Regions from separate parts of the Mus musculus genome. Here region 1 is linked to region 2. The links are chromatin contacts, called in public HiChIP or PLAC-seq maps. All regions are on one chromosome and are shown on one strand. The core of a region is the stretch at or near the end of the contact, and the rest is flanking DNA. Distances in the headings are between cores, read along the strand shown.

Region 1 (4,121 bases), core at 149-2,648, 52 kb before region 2:
CTGATACAATGTGCCCAAATGCTCCAAAGTTCCACCACCAGGATTTCATGAAAAAGATACACTATAGCCTGCAACTGTGGCCAAATATACTTTTCTGTGATGATTAATCCTGGTTGATGACTTAAACTGTATATGGAATTAAGGTAATTTTCTGTTTTTAAGTTTATCTAACCTGCTTCTGCTGTTGTCATCCTTTGCTGACATTGAAACTCAGCCTCTGGCTGTCCAACATGAACTAAATATATTAGAATCTCCAAGAATCCCCAGTGCCAGACTGAGACTACTGAGACATCCATCTCACAGTCTCCTGAACTGAGCATCTACCAAGCTCAGCCTTTCTAGTGTGAAGATAGCCATTGTTAGACTATTCTCACCACACCATGCAAGCCAATCTAATATTCTTTTTCAGCTGATATTCTTATAAAATCTCTGACTAACATCCCTTCCTTCTTTTTTTCTTTTGTCTTTTCTAGTTTTTGTTTTATTAGATATTTTCTATATTTACATTTCAAATGTTATCCCCTTTCCTGATCTCCCTCAGAAACCCCCCTCCCCCTACTCCCTCCCCCATTACCCCTGCATATGTAGCTGGAGTCATGAGTCCTACCATATGTACTTTTTAGTTAGTAGTTTAGTCCCTGGGAGCTCTTCGGGTACTGGTTAGTTCATATTGTTGTTTCTCCTATGGAGCTGTAAACCCCTTCAACTATTGGATAATTTCTCTAGCTCCTTCATTGGGGAACCTGTGCTTAGTCGAATGGTTGGTTGTGAGCATCCACTTTTGTTTTTGTCAAGCACTGGCAGAGCCTCTCAGGAGACAGCTATATCAGGCTCCTGCCAGCAAGCACTTGTTGGCATCCACAATTGTGTCTGGGTTTGGTGATTCCTTCTTTTAGTAGCTCTTTTCAGGGTATCTTATTACATCAGCAGGAAATAATTATGGCACAACTGTTATAACAATTCTTTAGTGTATCTAAATAACATACTAAATGCAATAAATGAATAAGAAAATAAATAAGTGCATGTACACATTTGCATACACACATATGTAAAATTTGTTCATTTGGTATGGTGATACATATATTTACACAAACTTCTGTATACATGTATGTATTTCCTACCAATAAGGTTCTAATTCATATTCATTCTGGGATAGTAACCTTAATGAAAAAGTAAGCTGCTTTGTGGTTTCTTTAATTTTCTTCCGTTTTCTACAGAAATGACTGGGGGTTTGTGCACAGTCACCTACTTATTTTTCCCTAAGGAGAGCTTGAACTTTCTGAGAGTTTATCTCACTATTGTTATTAAGTGGCTCACTCCCAAAGGCTTCTTCTGGGAGTAATTGCTGGAACTATACAGCAAAATTGAGACAGAGGCATCAGGGCTACTTAACAAGGAAGCTGCCCCTCAGGGAGAACTCTGGGAATTAGCATGTGACCTATTGAATCGCCTTCCTCTACAGAGGACAGTTTTGAACCTTAGCAATTATGCATTTGCTGACCTTATTAAAACATTTGTAGCGTTTTAATAACATGATTGTCTGAGAGTTTCCTAATGAGCTCCCAAGGGACCCACTGGTAGAGCAAAACTTTTTCTACAACAGCAAATTTCCAGGAGACCATTTCTAATTGCAGGAAAAGTGAAAACTGAGGGCTCTAATCAGCTGTGCTTTGCTCTGTGTAGAGTAAGTGCATTATTTCCCAATACAAATGTCAGAGAACATAGACTCTCAATGAAGATTAGCAGCGTCTTAGAAAGACTGTGCTAGTGACCTCCACTTTAAACTAGAATGAAGGATTCAAATTCCAAATTGTTTAATTCTTTGTTTTGTGTTTAAATAGGTTAAATTAAAATAATGATATTAATGTAATAATATAATAAAATATTTCTAGTAGATTTATTCAGTCTTGTAATTTTTAAATATTTCATTATGCAATGATCAGTATTGCATAATGGTTATGGTTAATTAGTGGTAGTGTATGTCCTTAATCCAGCACTCAAGTGGCAGAGGCAGGCAGATCTTTGAGTTTAAGGCCATCCTGGTCTACAGAGAGAGTTCCAGGACAACCAGAGTTACACAGAAAAACCCTGCCTCAAAAACAAAACTAAACTAAAAACAAACAAACAAAAAACCCAAGCCAATAATCTCTGTTTTTAACTTTCAATATAAAGTAGTTGAAATGCTACACATTTATATTAAAAGCAATTCTTATGCTCTAAAGCAGGAATTCAGAAGCCAAAATGTGTAGTACAAATAAAGAGTACAGAATTTTAATAAAATTGTGTGCATATAGACAATGTCTCCCCACTCATTAGGAATGTGACCAAAAGAAACAACTCTGGCCTGGGTAACAATTCTAGAATGCAACTGTTTATCAGTAATGATTAGAGTTGCAGGACCTCCCTGCTGCTATGAATGTTAAATGGGTTGACATATGAACTAGCCATATTAAGAAGAATCACAAACAATAAACCTTCTAGAAGTAGCTGTCATAAGTCAGTTAACACAATAACCATGTGTTATTTTCCAAAATTACTTTAAAGTACTTTTGCTCTTTATTTTCCTTTTCAATTAGTTCATTTTACAAAAAGAAAGCCATTACAGAAATTGTGCTGGGATTTAGTTATATTTTATCCAACTGAAAACCCATGTCTTCCATCTGCCAGACTAATCAGGGTATGTGTTCAGGGCCTATTTTCATAGCTGTTTATGTGGCCAGTGATCTCAAAGATCACTGGATTTAAAACAGGATGGGAAACTACATCTGAGAAAAATAACCACTGGCTATTTTATTTCATTTAAAGTTTTAAAATATAAAAGCATAGGCTCTAATTACTGGTAACACAATTACACTTCGTCTAACTATTTCACAGTAAGCAGGTATAAATCCTGAGCAACCTAAAGAACATGCTTGAGCAAGTTGGAAAGTGTACATGAGCAGCCAAATCGAGGAAAACCACAAGAGTTTAAAGAACCACCAGAGGTTTCCATTGTCTCTCACACTAAGATCTAACACAACCAGAATGACAATAATATCATAGCTAGCTCTACAGCAGAGGGAGAGTCAACTCTAGAAAGAGACCTCTAACTCCAAACCTGAAAAGCAATTCTTATACTCTAAAGCAGGAAGTCAGAAGGCAAAATGTGTTTCTGCAATGGTTTTGAAACAGAACCAGGGTACAAATGAGTGTGCATGTGAGACAGTGGGTATTTTAGGATATTGGCTCACTTGATTATGGAGATTCTCAAGTTCAAAGCCACAGAGCAATAAACAAGAGACCCAAAAAGGAGATGATATTGCAAGACATGTCCAAAGACTCTCAGGCTGACCACCAAGAGAAAAGGATATTGTTAGCATTTAGTCTAGGCTCTGCCCCACAGTTACCTAGCAACAGCCAGGTAGGCCTGACTCACTATAAAAGGTGATGCATGCCCCCTCCTCTTTCTCTTGCTCTCTTGTTCTTGTTCTCTCATCTTCCTTTTTCTCTTGATCTCTTGCTCTTGCTCTCTCATCTTGCTACTGCTTCCCCTCTCTCTCCAGGAGCTCATGGCCTGCCTTTATGCTTCAATTCGTTCTCTCTCTCTCTCTCTCTCTCTCTCTCTCTCTCTCTCTCTCTCTCTCTCTCTCTCTCTTTCTGTGCCTTTCTCTCAACTCTTCTCTCCATCCCTGGAATAAACTCTATTTTATACTGTACTGTCTATTCTATACTATATTACGTGACTATTCCCTCGGGGAAAGGGAAGCCCCAGCAGGGCCCCCGCAGGGGCACCCACTCCCCCACACCTTACCAGGCCTCCACCAAACATATGTCTTCCTTCCCTATCTTTTTATAAAACACAACAGGCATTATGATTCAAATCTCATTATATTCTTCACTTATGGTTTATTGTTGTTTTGTTGTTTTGTTTCCATGCCCATCCAATTTCATGGTAGCAGAAGCATGGGTTTAAGTGGGAACAGTACTAAAGGAGCAGAAGCTATGAATTCAAGCTATAGAGCTACATTTCCATTAGAACAGAGCAAAACAAAGCATAGCCTCTCCTCTCTCCCTCTATCTCCCCTATACACAGAGTGATATTATTTCTGCCCATTTCTCATCATGGGTGGTCTTTCCTTCAT
Region 2 (4,198 bases), core at 804-3,303:
AGACTGATAAGGAAAAAAAATAGAATAAAGAAACCCAGGGAAGCTTGAAATCAGAGTTGAAGTATAAAACCTCATGCAAGGATGTTGTTAGTAAATCTAAGAAAAACCCTAGTTACCCACTCAGATGATTTCATGAGAAACTTTTCCTGTGGATGACTGTTTCTTCATGAAAAGGCCTTATGATATCAGCAATCTAGAGCCTAGTGACATAGGGAGCTACAGGGTGACAGTTCTCTTCCCTCTTCAGTTTCACACTCAGAGCAAATTAAGGCCCTGAGGCACATAGGTTTTGACACCTTGTCTCACACCAAGAATACTGTGCTCTGAGAACTTCTCTCCTTTGTTCTAGTCCATCAGCAAGCTCTCACATGGTAAAGCAGATACGTAGAATAACTGAAACCATGAATATTTCTCCACTAGGGTTACAGCCTTGACAGTTTTCCCAAGACAGGCTTCATAAGTCTAGTATTTATAGACACACAACCTGTATGTGTCTTCCTAACCCTATTTCTGTATGTCAATCTCTATTTGTTCAAACCTTAATTTACATGACACCTTTAGATTCAATTACAAAATGATGTTTCTCCCATCTTGAGGACTCTGGGGCCTTTGGTTCAAGATCAACTATGAAACCTAAGTATAATCTGTTTATTTTTCTGACTTTCATTGCCTATTCTGGTGATAAATCTTTTCAGAGTACATACCCCTTCTTATGCAGTTTCTAGTAAAGTAATGAACATTTGTGTTAAAACATTCAGCAATAACCCAACCCTTTTGGAATGACAGACACTAGTAAATATTTCCAAGAAAGAAAGAAAGAAAGAAAGAAAGAGAGAGAGAGAGAGAGAGAGAGAGAGAGAGAGAAGAAGAAGAAGAAGAAGAAGAAGAAGAAGAAGAAGAAGAAGAAGAAGAAGAAGAAGAAGGAGGAGGGAAGGAAGGAAGGAAGGAAGGAAGGAAGGAAGGAAGGAAGGAAGGAAGGAAGGAAGGAAGGAAGGAAGAAAAGAAAAGGATAGAAAAGTTCTTGTCTTTTACATGGTCAGAATGCTGAAAGTTCCTAAAAATCATATCATTATTCTCATAGAAACCAGAGGAGTTAAAAAATTTATCTAAATAAAGAATTATTAAGGTCACACAGTTAACAAGTCCACACTAAAATCACAAACATTTCTCTTTCCAAAACTAGAACAGAATTTTATAAGTATTTCCTAAATGAAGTAGGCTAAGTCGGCACCAAACAGCTTGAGCACAATAAGTCAAAAAACAAATGCTCACTCAGAAGTACAGAGAAAGTGACCTTTTTTATCCTCTTGAAAAACTAGACCATATAACACAAGAAGAAAGAAAACAGATTTATTTTTTTAATTTTATTTTTAGGAATCCTGCATGGTGAGAACTCAAGAACAGTTTTTAAGCACCCACAGGGAATATTTTTCAAAAACGTTTAAGCAAAAAGTTTCCTCTCTTTTGAGGAACTTTCATGTTTAAGGAATCTAATATCTCTCTTTAAAGAATGTACTCAAGACAACAGCCTTAGAAATACAGAATCTTTATATAGTCCAGGTCATCTAAACTATATCTTTTGTAAAGCACTGGTGAAAAGTGTATTATCAATTACCTGTCACTGAAAACACATTAAAAATACCATGTAAAATCTTAACACAAGAGTTTAATAATAAGTGATAGATGCAACAGTATCAGACAATTATTGTGAGAAACACAAAGTATCCTCCTGACTGTTTTCTGCATTCCACCCATTAATTCCTTTATTGAATAAGGAATCAGCAGGCTAACAAAGACCTATTATATAGAAATTAACCAAATTAAATACATCTCTCCCCCTGTCCCCCAGTTTGCACAAACATCCCATTCCTGCCTCTCACATTTTGGGACAGAAAGTTTGGATACTTTAGCTTGGCAGTCCTCTGGCCCTTATGCCTTCCTTTCCCAGCATCAAAAGGTCAAGACAGAAAAGTTAATCTCTAAAAGTATTGGAGTTATAGCTATACAAAGAAAAACTACTTACTTAGCTGCTATCAAAAATATTCAACAGAAATCACCATACAGACTCTAAGAGCTGCTGCCATAGGACTGCTCTTAAGAGATGCAGAATAATATCCCTGGAGAATCTAAGAGTGCCAAGAGCTACCTTAGTCTCTGCAGGCAAATTCATAGGACAATACCCTCCAGACATAGCAAGTCCCACATCTTAGTTTGGTTTGGTTTTTCCTATTTTTGTCCAAAGATGAGACTGTGGCTTTATGTGGAACTGAGCTGACCAAAGTTATTTCAGATTTCCTTCTTCCCTACTGTGACTTCAAGGTCTCCTGACTTTGCTTTCTGAAACTGGTATCACGACTGTGCTCAAGTGTCTGTCTCTTGTCTCACACTGTGAGAAAGTGAGAAAACCATGCCAGCACAGAACACTGAACCACCTCCCCACACTTCCCCTTTTCTCTTCCTCAACTGCCACTCTGAGGAAATTTTAGGATTCTCTGAGCTGCAAATTTCTTCTTGAAAATAAAGCTGTGGGTTTGTTTTACATTTAAATTGTGACTAAGGTATTCCTTTACAAAGAAGACATATAAAAATTTAACATAGTGCCTAGACCCTTTATGTCTCCCCATCTAATGCTGAGCTCAATGTTCCTATTTTATTCCTCTGATACAGGAAGATAAAATATTTCCTATTTTATCCTCTCTTGTTTTGGACATTTGATCCTACTGGGTATGTAAACTGGGACACCAAAGAGCAGGTGAAAATTTGTCTAACCCATGGGCTGCAAAGTTCACTGATACCAAGCAGTAGTTCTGATATACAAAATGAGTAAAATTTCCTAAGAAAATGGAGCCCTGACACTAACATACTATGACTATCTGTCCTCAAACAGCATTCACTCTTTGAGAGGTCTTGGGGGCCCAGGTTAATCGAGACTGTTCTTTGTTCTACAGGGTCACCCTCCTCCTCAGAATCTTCTGGCTCTTCCTTAATTCAACCACAGGGATCAGCAGCTTCTGTCCTGGGTGAAAATATCTGCATCCGACTTTTTCAGCTACTTTTTGGGCCTTTCAGAGGGCAATCATGATAGATCACTTTTGTGAGTGCTCCATAGCCTCAGGAATAGAGTCAGACCTTGGAGCCTCCCCTTGAGCTGGATCGCACTTTAGGCTTGTAGCTGGACCATTTTTTTTTTCTCAGATGTCTCGACATTTCTATCCTCGCAGTACTTTCAGACAGAAAGAAGTATGGGCCAGAGTTTTGACTATGAGATCGCAACCCCATCTCTCACTTGATACCCTGTCTTTCTGCTGGTGATCAGCTCTACAAGTTCCCTCTCCCCACTGTAGGCCATTTCATCTAAGGTCCCTCCCCTTGAGTCCTGAGTGTCTCTTATCTCCCAGGTCTAAGGTATCTTCTGGATTGTTCCCAAAAATTCTACCAGAGAACTTCTGTAGCTGATAAATAACTCCAACAAAGTGGCTGGATATAAAATTAACTCAAATAAATCAATAGCCTTTCTTTAAACAAATGATAAATAGGCTGAGAAAGAAATTCGGAAAATAACTCCCAACTCCCTTCACAGTAGCAAAAATACTATAAATTATCTTTGGGTAACTTTAACTAAACAAGTGAAAGATCTGTATGACAATAACTTCAAGTGTCTCCAAAAAATACAAAATAAAACAAACAAACAACAACAACAACAACAAAAACCCTCTAAAAATGGAGAGATCTCCCACGATCATGGATTGTCAAAATTAACATAATAAAAATGGCTGGCCAGGTCCAGGACACCTTGGACAGGAACATGGCAAATGGTCCTACGGTCCCCAGAGGATTCTCCACGCTGCAGGTGCCAGAGCACTCCCAAGATCTTAGGATCATTGGTGAGTGTAAGGCAACATCTGTTCCAAACCAATCGTGACAGGCATGTAACAGCAGTAGCAAAGACACAGGAGCCCTGCATAACCCAACAGGCTCCTTCTGGTCGGTGCTGGTATACCGTGGTTTCAAACACAGCAGACAGCCCTACAATCCCCAGAGGAGACACCACTTTCAGGCACCGTAACACACCCAGAATCTTAGGATTTCCGAATACCAGGATACCAGGAGCTTGGTCACACCAGGATCTCAGGGTCTCAGTGGAAGTCTGAGTGCCAGGAACTCTGAAACACCCAGAATTTCAGGTTCACAGGATCCC

What was found. HiChIP or PLAC-seq counts read pairs in DNA pulled down with a chosen protein or histone mark.
Region 1: an H3K27ac HiChIP or PLAC-seq map of microglia shows a contact between it and region 2, with 2.7 times the contacts expected there. The contact joins the enhancer-like site here to the promoter of Olfr110 in region 2. A contact is called at or near these places in 1 of 39 promoter capture datasets (liver), 4 of 484 Hi-C or Micro-C datasets (the G1E-ER4 cell line, cerebral cortex, liver and 1 more), 3 of 115 datasets of contacts at active chromatin or transcription factors (embryonic stem cells, microglia and neural progenitor cells) and 2 of 9 other capture datasets (adipose tissue and liver).

Annotation. Positions count from the first base shown.
Region 1 is chr17:37,541,563-37,545,683 of GRCm38.p6, reverse strand. No RefSeq gene overlaps it. Among named protein-coding and RNA genes, the nearest start is that of Olfr111, 14 kb to the right of the region's middle. Within about 2 kb of position 1,398, at least 4 of the 459 cell types and tissues checked have an H3K27ac peak or open chromatin away from gene starts, as enhancers often do. A contact at or near this core is called in microglia, where this site is marked.
Region 2 is chr17:37,490,323-37,494,520 of GRCm38.p6, reverse strand. It overlaps Olfr110 (olfactory receptor 110), which reads right to left and starts at 2,053. Exons shown (of 2, transcript NM_146328.2): 1 at 2,024-2,053.